2 separate regions of the Zea mays genome follow, and region 1 is linked to region 2. A link is a contact called in public Hi-C data. All regions are on one chromosome and are shown on one strand. Each heading gives the region's core, a stretch centred on a gene start, on an enhancer-like site or on the middle of the called end of the contact. The rest is flanking DNA. Distances are from core to core; before and after follow the strand shown. Region 1 holds the start of LOC100501797. Region 2 holds the start of LOC103638819 (protein POLAR-like 1).

The links. Hi-C and Micro-C count contacts between places; a contact is called where the count stands out from the background.
Region 1: a contact with region 2 is called in a Hi-C map of ear, with 1.7 times the contacts expected there. The contact joins the promoter of LOC100501797 here to the promoter of LOC103638819 in region 2. A contact is called at or near these places in 4 of 25 Hi-C or Micro-C datasets (ear, leaf and tassel).

What each region holds. Positions count from the first base shown.
Region 1 is chr9:108,572,764-108,578,642 of Zm-B73-REFERENCE-NAM-5.0, forward strand. It overlaps LOC100501797, which reads left to right and starts at 2,243. Exons shown (of 19, transcript NM_001196453.1): 1 at 2,243-2,624; 2 at 3,644-3,725; 3 at 4,093-4,171; 4 at 4,276-4,373; 5 at 4,502-4,558. The coding sequence starts at 2,491.
Region 2 is chr9:108,345,248-108,351,637 of Zm-B73-REFERENCE-NAM-5.0, forward strand. It overlaps LOC103638819 (protein POLAR-like 1), which reads right to left and starts at 1,430. Exons shown (of 3, transcript XM_008661630.4): 1 at 877-1,430; 2 at 89-561; 3 at 1-2. The coding sequence starts at 1,429.

The sequences.
Region 1 (5,879 bases), core at 993-3,492, 230 kb after region 2:
ATTTAAATTCACGTTCAAGTTTGATTTTGATTTCCATACTTCAACTTAGATGCAGAAATAAAAAATCATGGCATGATGTAATATATATTATTATTATATTTTTATTATATTAACTATTGTATTCAAATGATGCAAATATGTAGTGCACACATAAATAATTTTATTTTGGGGAAAATACTAATTGTCCAATTAAAAGCTCATTCAAAAACTATGTATTTATTGATTATTTTTTATAGAAAGTAGTTTATAAATATGATCTTTTATCAGAAGATATTTTAATTTAAATCTTGTAGAGAATATTTCTAGATATATAATTCAACAAAACTATATTTCATGTTAGGATCTTTTTTAGAAGGCACATTTATGTAAAACCTGAGAGAATTCTTCTTAAAATTCAAAATTAGGATTTCAGGGTGTTACAAATTCTATCCATTAAAAAGAATCTCGCTCTTGGGATTAGGATTGAGTAGATGAGAAATATAAAAAGTTTTGTTTGTAGTTTAGCTTTTAGTTCCCAAATGGTTCAAAATATTAAGTCTTTAACTAGCTAGTTGCCCATACTTTGCTACGGTTGTTATATATCATATAAATAGGTATCAGAATATTTATTTAAATATAATTATTGTTTATTTCTAAAGACTACAGTACATGTGGTCTGATAGTCACCTCCAAAATTTTGAAGCAAAGGACGTGGGTTCTAGTGCTCGCCCTGCACTATTTTTTGTATGGTGTGGTGGGTGGACCCAGAGAGTTAGTGCCGAGGATGAAGCCGTGCTAGCACCAGGTGGCCATATTAGGTTCTTAATAGAGTAGTATATATATAATTATCAAGTGACTATAGAAGCATAGGTAAATTTAGCTACCTGGTAGGTGGGTTTAGAGAATAGGTTTTCATCCTGGTTAGAGCATCTTCAAGAAAACATGTAAACTAACCCCAAAAGTGTTTTTAGAGAAAAAACACATTTTAAGCCCTCTAACCGTTCCCTTTTCCTCTTCCCATAATCTTCGCGACCCTCATCCCTTGCCCTTTCTTCCGCAAATTTACGTGTCATATATTGCTCCCCAATCGATCCAATGTACGTACCTAGTTGGTTTGCGTTTATTTTTGCCTCACACAGTGGCGGCGGGAGATGATTGAGCAACGACGGGAGATCAATCAATTGCAGCTGCTTGACGGTCATCTTGCTTGACGCGTGGAGATCAATCTAGTGCAGCTATTTGACGGTCATCTTGCATGGATGCGTGGAGAGAAATCTGGTGCAAGTGCAACGGTGGTGGGAGAGCAATCTGGTACAAGCCATGGATGCGTGGAAGTTGTCCATAAGCACCTAGTCCACCTTGCGGTCGCTCCCGTTGTGTAACTGCATCAATGAAGGTGTAGAAGATCGGGGTTTAGATTTTAGAGATCAGTTATTAGCATTCTTTTGTGTGGTTTATATTATTTAGAGTGCAGCTATTTGACAGTCATCTTACATGGATGCGTGGAGAGAAATCTGGTGTAAGTGCAACGGTGGCGGGAGAGCAATCTGGTACAAGCCATGGATGCGTGGAAGTTGTCCATAAGCACCTAGTCCACCTTACGGTCGTGCATCAATGAAGGTGTAGAAGATCGGGGTTAGATTTTAGAGGTCAGTTATTAGCATTCTGTTGTGTTGTTTTATGTTTTTTAGGATTTTTTCCACCAATCTCCAATAATAAGTTTTGGAAAATGTTATTTTAGTAGTTTTTTGGAGTTGCTCTTAAGACACGCCCCGTTTGGATCATTGGAATTGAATTCCATTCTACTAATAGTAATTTAAGCATATATCTATTAAGCTAATTCGGTTTTATGCAAAATATATTTATATACTATTATTAACAAGATGTCAGAGATATTTATGTGCTACATTTTTAATATAGATGAGTGAGACAAAGAGTGTCATGTAAGTTATGGATTAGAAACAAATTCTACTAATGCATAAAATTATTTCCCAACCTCCACCCATGAATTTGAGATAGGCTTATATATGAACTCTGGAAAGTGGTGGAATTTTAAATTCCAAACTAAATAAATTACTTTATTGAGTGAATTCCAATTCCTCTAAAATGAAGGGATCCAAACGCCCCGTTATGTTTTTTGTTTGCTTATAGGTTGGAATAGCGATTGCCTTGTAGAGCGCACGGCCCAGTTGGGCCCAATACTCGACACGACTCATTGACCGGCCCATTACGGCTGAAGGGAGTCGCTCGCCGCCGCGTTCGAGGCGTTCCCTCGTCGCGCTCGCGCCGTCGACCTTCACCGCTCGCTGTCAGGTCTGCCCGCCACGACCTCGCCGGCCACACTCGCAGCTCGCCCTCGCTCCTACGCCTCGCCGGCGAGGCCTTCTGCCTTTTCGCGCCCTCTATCTGCTGCGATCTTTGGAGCATCGTTCTCTTCTCTCACTTGAGATCCAGACCCCTAAACCCTAGAGCTCGCCGCTTCCGCTCGCTCGCTCCGCGCTGGCGGCGACAATGGAGGACGAGGAGATGGAGAAGAAGGTGCAGCAGTACTTGCAGCGCAAGGGTTTCCGCCTCACTGAGCTTGCGCTCCAGGAGGAGCGCAACCGCCTCTCCACCTCCGCCATCTCCGACGTTGCGCTTGCACGGTAGGTTCGGCCCTTCCCTGGCTAGGTAGATTCGTCCATATACCTCTGACCTGGTCGTTTTGGCTTGTGGCGATAGCTTCTGGTGCGAGGAAATCTAGTGGACTCGTGTACACTGTACAGTCTGAATTGGTGCACTTTATTTGGCTGCTTGGTTTGTGAAACTCTGTCTCGGTGCTCTCGCTTGACTGCTGATTTGACTAGTTTGGTTGCTTTGATGTGAACCCTTGGCTAGATAGTCAAGTAGGATGAATTGGCACTCTAATTGAAGAGTATAAAATTATGTCAATTCAGTTCTCATGAAGATCAATGTTTTAGTGGCTGTCACCTGCAGATTACATGCCATTGTTCAGGCCCATCATGCTAGCAACCCTGATTAAAATTTTATCACAATTGAAAATTGCAATAAGTTGTGAAAAATGCTTAACTTTGGCTACACTGTTATTTTGAGGTAGAGTCTGGCCTGTGTTGCAATTGTACCATTTTATTCTATCTCCTGAATCCTGATACAACACCATGTAATTCACCTGTGAGTTCAAGGAAAAAAAGATACTGCTGTTTTCTTTTAGTGGCAAGTGCTATAGTTTGTTTTCTCAGGTTGTTTCCACTCGTGTATCAGACATCTGTTCTTTGGAGAGGAAGAAATGCCCCACATGTTGCTTAGTCGTTAGGACCATCATCTTGGGGAGGGAAGGGATAGGTAACAGCAAATTCAATGTTTCTCTGCCTGAAATTTCTGTGGCATCAAGTTGTTAGAGCCTGCTGTCTGTGGCCATTTGGAAAACTGTTTTTTGGACTGCTTGCAGTTGCATGTGATGATTGGTGAAGCAATCTGCTTTGTTGGTTCAGTGGTGCTTTATTGATATTATAATAATCAAAGATCAGTTGTTTTGTCCTTGTCTTTCACTCTTCCTACATATATTTTCCTAATACCTTAGTATACACAAATTCTGAAGTGGTTATATTTTCACTTACATTCTTACAGTATACATCCTTTTATTTATTATATTCTTCAATAACAGGTCTGACAATGATCCAGCGAGATACTACGATGGATATAGCAGATTAAGAACATGGGCATACAGTTCTCTTGATCAATATAAGGTGCACTGCTTGTAGATAAATTGTACTTAATATTCACATACTTTGTAAATGTAATTTTTTCCAACCAATGCATATGGCACCTTCAAACTATTTCGTGTTGTTACCTTCAAGGGACACATTTAATTGAATCATCTGTGCTCTATCACACAAATTTACAAGGCATACCTCCTTTTATGAATCTCAAATCTGTCACATAAGCATGATTTTGCACTTGACAACTTATGTAGCTCTCGTCTTTCAAAAGGACATTTTCTTATGGCCGGTGAACCATTTAATGCTGTGATCTGGTCTTTTACTTGCGTTCCACCATTCTATTCTTAAACCTGGCAATATAATTCATGTTTCTTAATTCAGATATTTTTTGTAGCACGAATTACTTCGCGTCCTTTATCCAGTTTTCATCCATAGCTTCATGGATCTAGTGGCAGAAGGACATATGCAGGAAGGTATTTGTTATTTTGGATATATTTTGATTTGATAGACTTTCTGTTTTTATTATTTTCATTAATTTATTCAGAGATTTTTTTTTCTATGATACTATTTCCCACAGCTCGGTCATTTTTCCATACATTTCGGGAAGATCATGAGGTGATGCATTCAAGGGATCTTCAGAAGCTGGAAGGCGTCCTGTCTCCTTCACACTTGGAGGTTATTTAGCTCTGCACTATATCGTGTCATTATGTTATGAATGGGCCCATGTTTTATATAAATATATAATTATTCTTACTTTTTAGCATCATACTGTTCACTTAACTTCTGCATGCCATAATTTTCAGGAAATGGAATTGGCCCGGTCTTTTAGGAAAAATAAATTTAAAATTAAATTATGTGAGGTAACTGCATTTCTAATCCCTCCTTTTCTAAACTACCCTTTTGAACTGTGCTTGTTACTTTGTTAGTTTACCCATGCTCTTTGCTTAGATTGATCACTTTATGGAGATAAAATATTTTTCGCGTAAAAAAAGTTGTGTAATGCTTTTATCATGGTGTACCAGAATATTTCAACTTTTCAAGTTCACACCTACATATTGCTAAGTGTAGTCACAAAGGAAAAAGGATAGACACCTTATGTTCTATTTATGTTCTTCCATTGCTTAATCTGATGGATATTTTGTTGAAGGTGGGAGTGTTACTTCAATTCTATTTATTTATTTTTCTCAAATGCGCAGCAGCGCTGCACGTCTTTATATAAAAGAGAGAAGGAACCATCTTACAAGAAGACCATGCTGAGCAAGGCCAGAAAAAACACAGAAATGAAAAAGACCTTCAAAGGAAGGAAAAAAAATACTAACTCGCAGTGTTTTCAAGTCATCCGACTAATCGTGATTAGTCGGCCTAATCGGTAGACTACATCCGACCAGACCCACCGATGCGATTAGTCCGACTAGAAAACTAGTCGTCCGATTAGTTGACGGTTAGTCACGACTAGTTGTCCGATTTGAACTGGGATGACCAGATTAGATGTGTCTTTGTTGACGGGCTGTTGGAGCTGGGCTGCAAATGTGGGCTTCTAGGGTTGGCCAACGGACACAAGACAAAAGCTTGGAGTGCTGGACGCCGGACACCCGCTCGTGCTCCTGCAGTTCTTCGCGAAGAGCGCAACTGCCGATACCGCACAAGGCCGCGACCGCCGCCGCAACACAAGTTCACAGCTACCGCCGGTGCCGGTGCACAAGGATGCAGCTACAGCCGCCGGCCACCGAAGATGCATCGCCACCCCCACCAAAGACAGAGATACTGCCGCCCCTCGCCTGCAAGTTCTAGGCGGGCACCCGTCTTGCCACAGCCCCCCCTCCAATGCTCGCCCTCAAGATGAGTTCATCCTTAGATGATGAGTGTGCTTTTTGATTGCTGTATTGTGGGGAGTTATGGACAGCAAACACACAGCTAAGTCACCATCTTGATGCTTGCTGTATTGTGTATTGTAAATTGTATAACTATATCCTATTACTATATACTATATATATGTCTAGAAACATATGGACGACTAGGCCAACTAGTCGATCTGGTATTCTGGTCGACGACTAATCACGACTAGTCGACTGCTCGGTAGCTATATGACTAGGTTCGACTAGACAACTTGAAAACATTGTTAACTCGACCGAGCGACCTACAAAGCCTCAACTAGACCCAGGCTGCCAAGGTGTTTTGCTC
Region 2 (6,390 bases), core at 180-2,679:
GGCTGAAGCGTTGGGCCCAAATCAGGGACATTTCGCATTTCCGGTCAAATCAAAATCAATGCAAGGTCAGAGGACCATGGTACGGTACCTCGGAATAGTGTTCCTCTTCTTCTTCTTCAGGCAGAAACGATGGTGTCCCTGACTCATAGTTACCCTGAAGCAGCTCCAGCTCGGCGTGGAACTCCTCCTCAAGCACGTCCAACTCCATCCTCGCACAGCAGCCTCCGTCATCCTCGGACGACCTCTCGTAGCCCGCCGGCTCCACGCAAGACGAGGCGAGCTGGTACTCCAGGCGAGCGCTTGCGGTCTGGTCGTTGCCGTCGGTGACGCAGCTCGACGTGGTGGACTCGCGGTTGCGGTCTTTCGGCGCGCCGTGGCCCTCGGTGCCGCCGCTCTTGGTCCTAACCCCGTCTTTTAACTCTCTCAGGAGCGCCTCCATCTCCGCGCGCACCTTGGCCATCTTGTTGAACTCGTCGGACGTCTTGGCCAGCAGGAACAGCAGGCTTAGCCCGACGCCGAGGTCGGGATGCCTCTTGTCGCTCGCCGCTGATGATTCGCATCCTGCGATTGCAGAGCATGGGAGAGGCTTTTAGTTGATCATGCTCACGTTCGTCTAGACTAGAGTAGTAAAAAAAACGGCAGGTAAATTCAGAGCAGAACCAGAAAGTCTGCTAATTCCTCGGAGGGAAAAATAGAGCGCTCTGTGATAAATTCTGGCAAGGCACACTTCTTTGTTTGATCGCATCGCATGTTCTTCGACCACCAACGCAGGTTCGGCTCAATTTGCAGCCCAAATGTCTAAGATTTCGCTAAACAATCAACGATGGCGCCTTGGATGGACACCGAGCACAACGAGGTCAGGCAACACGCACGCACCTGAGGTAGACGCGGCCGCCACGGGGAGGTCGTCGCCCTTCTCCACCACCACGACCCCCGGCTTCCCCTCGTCGCCGCCTCCCTCTCTCCGCAACCTGACGAGCCGCGGCCACCTGAACCTGGGCAGCGCGGACTTGGCCTGTTTCCCCACCGCAACCGCAGCAGGGGAACACGGCGGCGTCACCACCGCCCCCAGGGCCCCGAGCTCCTCGCCGTCGTTGAGGTAATCGACGATCCTCCTGCTCGCGGGCCTCAACTCAGAAGAGGAGGAGGCCATGGCGACCGGCGAGGCGCGCCGCCCGAGGAGTCGCGAGCGCGAGACCCCAGAGCAGAGCAGAGTCAGACTAGAGAGAGACCAGAGTGGCTGGGTTCTCGGTGAGGAAGGCGATGAGGACAGCGGTTTTTCAAACTGGAGCGGGTGGAGGCGGCGATCGAGGGAAATGGTCGTGGGGGCGTCGATCGGGCCGCGGGCCCCGCGCGACTGCGACCCGAGCTGATCCTGCCTCTTCGACGGGGCATGATTCGCCCAAAAATAAAAACAAAACAAATCCATCCAGATAGGTGGCGAGATTGGACGGCAGCGGAGCGGTGGCATTATTTAGCGCGCAAGTAGTAGTTGCTTCAGCACCACAATACGATTTTTTTGCAGGCGGGTCAGGTGTTGCAATTTAATTTGAAACGAACGGAGGAGTTTTTTATAATATGGCGACGTGACGTACCGTTTCCGAGAGGTTTGTTTCTTTGTTCTCTTCTCCGCTTCTTTTTGTTCCGTTCTACTCTTCCTTATTCGTTCAAGCCTATCGTACAGCTAGCTACAGGAGCAGTTCAGCGCTCGCAGAAATAGCCTCTCTCCCGTCTCGCCACGTTGCTTTCCCCGACCAGCCAGCATTGCAGTTGCATAGCTGGCGGAAGATCAAAGAGAAGCCTCTATGCCAGGCGTCTCCGGGACAAAGGTGTACATTTGACCACAGTGGGCTAGTTCAAAGCACAAAAAAAACAACCTAAACACGACTCGATCCAAAATAATTTCGAGTGGATTATGCATCGGACCATGTTTAGACTGAGGATGTGGCCCACAGACAGAAATGAGCACGACTCGTTTACGCATGTACGAAATAGCCTATTTACAATCACGAAAATGTCCATATTCATTTGGTGGTATGCTTCTAATCAATGAAATCATCCGCTCCAATTTGGCCAGCCACATGCCTTATCATAGAGATGGGGTGTCAACCACCTAATGGTTTCGTGCTCTTTGTTTTTTTAAATTATAAAATTTGAAATGTTAATATCTGCTAAATGATATATGTGTTTCGAATTTTGGTCTTTGATGTGAATTTCGAACTTTAGTGTGAATTTTAGGCTTTGATACCAATTTTAGGCTTTGTTTAAATTTTAAATGGAATTTTGGGGGTTTTATAATTTTGGGTCGCCCAAAATGAGATCGACATGTTTAATCAGTTCCGTGTCGCGCCGTGGACCGAGGGCTAAGCCCATGGGTCAGCCCATCATAATTACAGACCGAGCCGAAATTCAAACAGAACAACTTTTTCAGGCTTGGACCGAGCCGGGCGGGACGAATGTACACATATACTTCAGAAAAGAAAGGCAAATGTGTGGTAACATGTAGGCATGTATATGGATATATCAGCTATTAATCGTGATCAGTTTTTATCTATAGAAATACTTGTCTTTATCAACTTACAATCACCTCAACATCACATCTATTTTCCTTTTATTTGACACAAAACACGTTATTTTATTGAAATAAAAAATAAATTTGATTATATTATTAAACAAATAAAATTATTAATTCATAAAAATATTTAAAATTATATAAACTAAATATAAAAATAAAAGTTATGTAATTCATAAATAAGATTCAATTGCTATAGTGTACAACCTCAGTTTAAAAGATGGTTTTCTATGGTTGATGGTGTAATCCTTTATGGTCTAACTTTTTGGGAGGAAGTATTAGCCCTACAGATCTAAAGCCCACTGTTGTGCGTTCGAACGCGTGTGACGTGGCCCGACAACCTAGGTGGGCGCGCCGTGTGTGCAGGCGACCCAACAAACACGCCATGTGTCGGCGGCCCAGTTCCAATAATTAATATCAAAGCTAGGTTGGCCCAGTGCATTCTTAGACAAATCTTGGCTCATAATGTGTGAGGGGAGATTGTTGGGAATAGTCCCACATTATAAGTTGTGGATGGACAGGTATGGTTTATATGGTTGAGTGTGTAACCATCTAATGGGCTAGTTTTTTTAGGGTGATGGCCCAATAGACCCAAAGTACGCTGCTATGCGTTTGGGTGCGTGTGTCGTGGCCGGGGGCCTAGGTGGGCGCGTTGTGTGTGCGGGCGACCCGACAGAAACGCCATATGTCGATAGTCCGGTCCCAACAATTGGTATCAGAGCTAGGTTGGCTCAGTGCATTCTCAAACAAATCTCCCCTCACAATATGTGAGGGGAAGATTGTTAGGAATAGTCACACATTGTGAGTTGTGGATGGACAAGAATGGTTTATATAGTTGAGGGTGCAACCCTCTAATGGACTAGCTTTTTTTGGGGATGTTGGCCCAACAGACCTAAAGCCCGATGCTATGCGTTCGGGTGGGTGTGTCGTGGTCCGACGCCCTGGGTGGACGTGTCGTGTGTGCAGGCGACCCGACGTGCACGCCATGTGTCGGCGGTCCCCAACAATTGGTATCAGAACCAGGTTGGCCCAGTGCATTCTCAGACAAATGTCGGCTCACAATGTGTGAGAGAGAGATTGTTGGGAATAGTTCCACATTGTAAGTTGTGGGTGGACAAACATGGTTTATATGGTTGAGGGTGCTATCATCTAATGGGCTAGCATTTAGGGGGAGTGTTGGTCCAACAAACCTAAACATGTTGCTATATGTTTAGGTGCGTGTGTCGTGGCTCGACGGTCTGGGTGGATGAACCGTGTGTGTGGGCGACCCGACGAGCACAACATGTGTCGGCGGTCCGGTTCCAACACCATGAAGGTGCCGACACGATGAAGCGATCATGGAGGGTGCACATGGTGGACTTATGGTTTTCCATTTCTCACTCACCAACAGATATTATTGTCCTCCTCCCCGCTATGGAAAGGCTACATTGACAATATGTTCATCATGACATCGGTGATGGTGCCGCAATGGAGGCAAATCGACGTGACCGGTTCTACCACCACGATAGACCTAGTGCGGGCACCGTTGGTGGACCAGGCGGACTGCACGACGAACACCATCGCGCTTGGCTGCTGCCATACATGGTGATCAGCCTTAGGGGCGGATCTAGGCTACTTCTGTGGTGTCCTATGACACCAATAGATTTTAGTAATCTCCATTAAAACATATGTTTGTTAGTGCTTAAATGAGCTAATGATATAATTTAATAAAGATGACACCAATGTTTGTTTTGTCTATATCGACTCATGTTAACTCAGCCTATTGGGGCTAGTGCTCGTCAAGGCCACGCTCGTCGAGCCGAGTTGATGCTTGTGACCACGGGGGGCGAACTGTGGCCCAAGAAGCACGTGCGCGACATGGACGTGCCGCCAAGACTGAATGTCGCTGCTCGGCGACGCTGGCCATGCAACCCTCCCTTGTATCATATAAACAACAAGCATAACTTGTCATATATACAGTGCTCGCTCGTGTCAGACCATGGTAAGGTCATGTTTCAAACCTCCAACAATAATAGTTAGCCTCTAAAAAAGCGAGAGATTTAGAATGAGTTAGCTAATTGTTAGTTATACCACTTAAATGGCATTAGTTATTAGCTGACTTAGTCTAACTAAGACTATGTTCCAAACATCTAGAGTTAACTGTTAGTTAGTAATAAGTTATTAGCTGGATTAGACAAGCTAACAATTAGTTGGTCGATTAGCTGATCCTGTAGACCTCAAATCATTTTAGATGATAACCATTAGTTTTAGAGGTTTGGAACGGAGCCTAAAACGAAATAACATTATGTTAGCTAGCCAACAATTATCTTTAGATATTTGGAACAAGGACTAATTTGAACTGTTTATAGCTTCATCTTATCTATCTGTGAGATGATTTTTTTGTTGATAAAGCTGTTTTAAAAAGACATGTTTCGAAAAGAATTAGTCAGTCCATTAGCTGACCCTCTAAACTTCAAACAATTTTAGATGATAACTATTAGTTTCAGAGGTTTGGAACCGAGCCTAAAACAACATGTTAGCTAGCCAACAATTAGCTTTACAGACTTGGAACAAGGACTAATTTGAACTGTTTATAGCTTCATCTTATCTATGTGTGAAATGATTTATTTTGATAAAGCTGTTTTTAAGAGAGATGTTTGGAAAAGAATAAGAAGATGCTGACAATCGTTTGTAATAGAAATGGCAGTACTGCACGGAGCTAAAAGGCGGGACAAAGATCCTAGTTGGCCGTCCGAGGAGCGGCGGCTGTCGGCAGAGCAGTCACGCAAGCAGCAAGCTACAGGTTTCGTGTTTCCAGGGCGCCCCAACCGCGCGCGTTGCTGTGTGGACTCCGCCTCCGGTTGGTTAATCCAAAGACAAGAATCATGGAGCCTGTCTCTCTGTCTGTCACTCGCTGGTCCGGCGTCGCGGCCGCCGCCGCGCTGCCGCAGCGCCGCCGCCTAGTTTTTTTTAAAAAAAAACTCCGCCGGAGCCCAGGAGGAAAAGTACCGCAAGGGAATCAGTGAATCACAGTACAACGGGGCCCGAGCCGCCGGAAATGCGCCCAGCAGGTGGATCATGGTCAGCCGGTACCGGTGCACCCTGCCGCAACCCGCAAGCAAGGACGGCCGCCGCGCGCATCCATGCAGCGGTGCCGCCGCCAGGGATCCCGGCCGTATACTACAGGCCTGTTTGGTTCGTGACTAACTGTGCCACACTTTGCCTAAGGTCAGAAAAGTTAGGCAAAGTGTGGTAAGTTAGGCACCCTACGTCCGCGATAGATCGCCATACCATGCGTGCAATTGACCGCGCAACAGCCGCGCCGAAAAGACGCGTGCGTGTCATATACTGCACTGCACCTCCGAGACCAGGATATGCATGATCCGTCCCGTCCCGTCCCGTCCCGTCGTACAAGCACCGCACGCCGGCACACGGCATGTGGCGCCGCCTCCTTGACGCGTGCGTGCCGCCCACCCGCCCTCCTCTGCTTGTGTCAGTGTGATTAGAATAGATTAGCCTTGCCTGAACTGCCATCCGATCGATCCCTCTGGCGTCGACGATGCCGAGTTGTCACGCGATTATGGCCCCTCTGTCGTGTTGCCGAGGCACGCCGACAACGGGAAGGTTCATCTAATCTCTGCTGCTCGATTCGGGAAAACGAAGGCTGGCTGCTTAATTAGACGGAGTGAGGTGCAGGGTTGCGTCCGAGCTGAGCTGAGCACAGCGGGTGTGATTCCGACGTTTTATTCGCGGTCGCAGCGGCTGATTTGGACTCGGTGCCTGCCACGCCACGAGCACAGCACAGCACAGGTGCCGGCCATCGCGAGGCGAAGTGGATA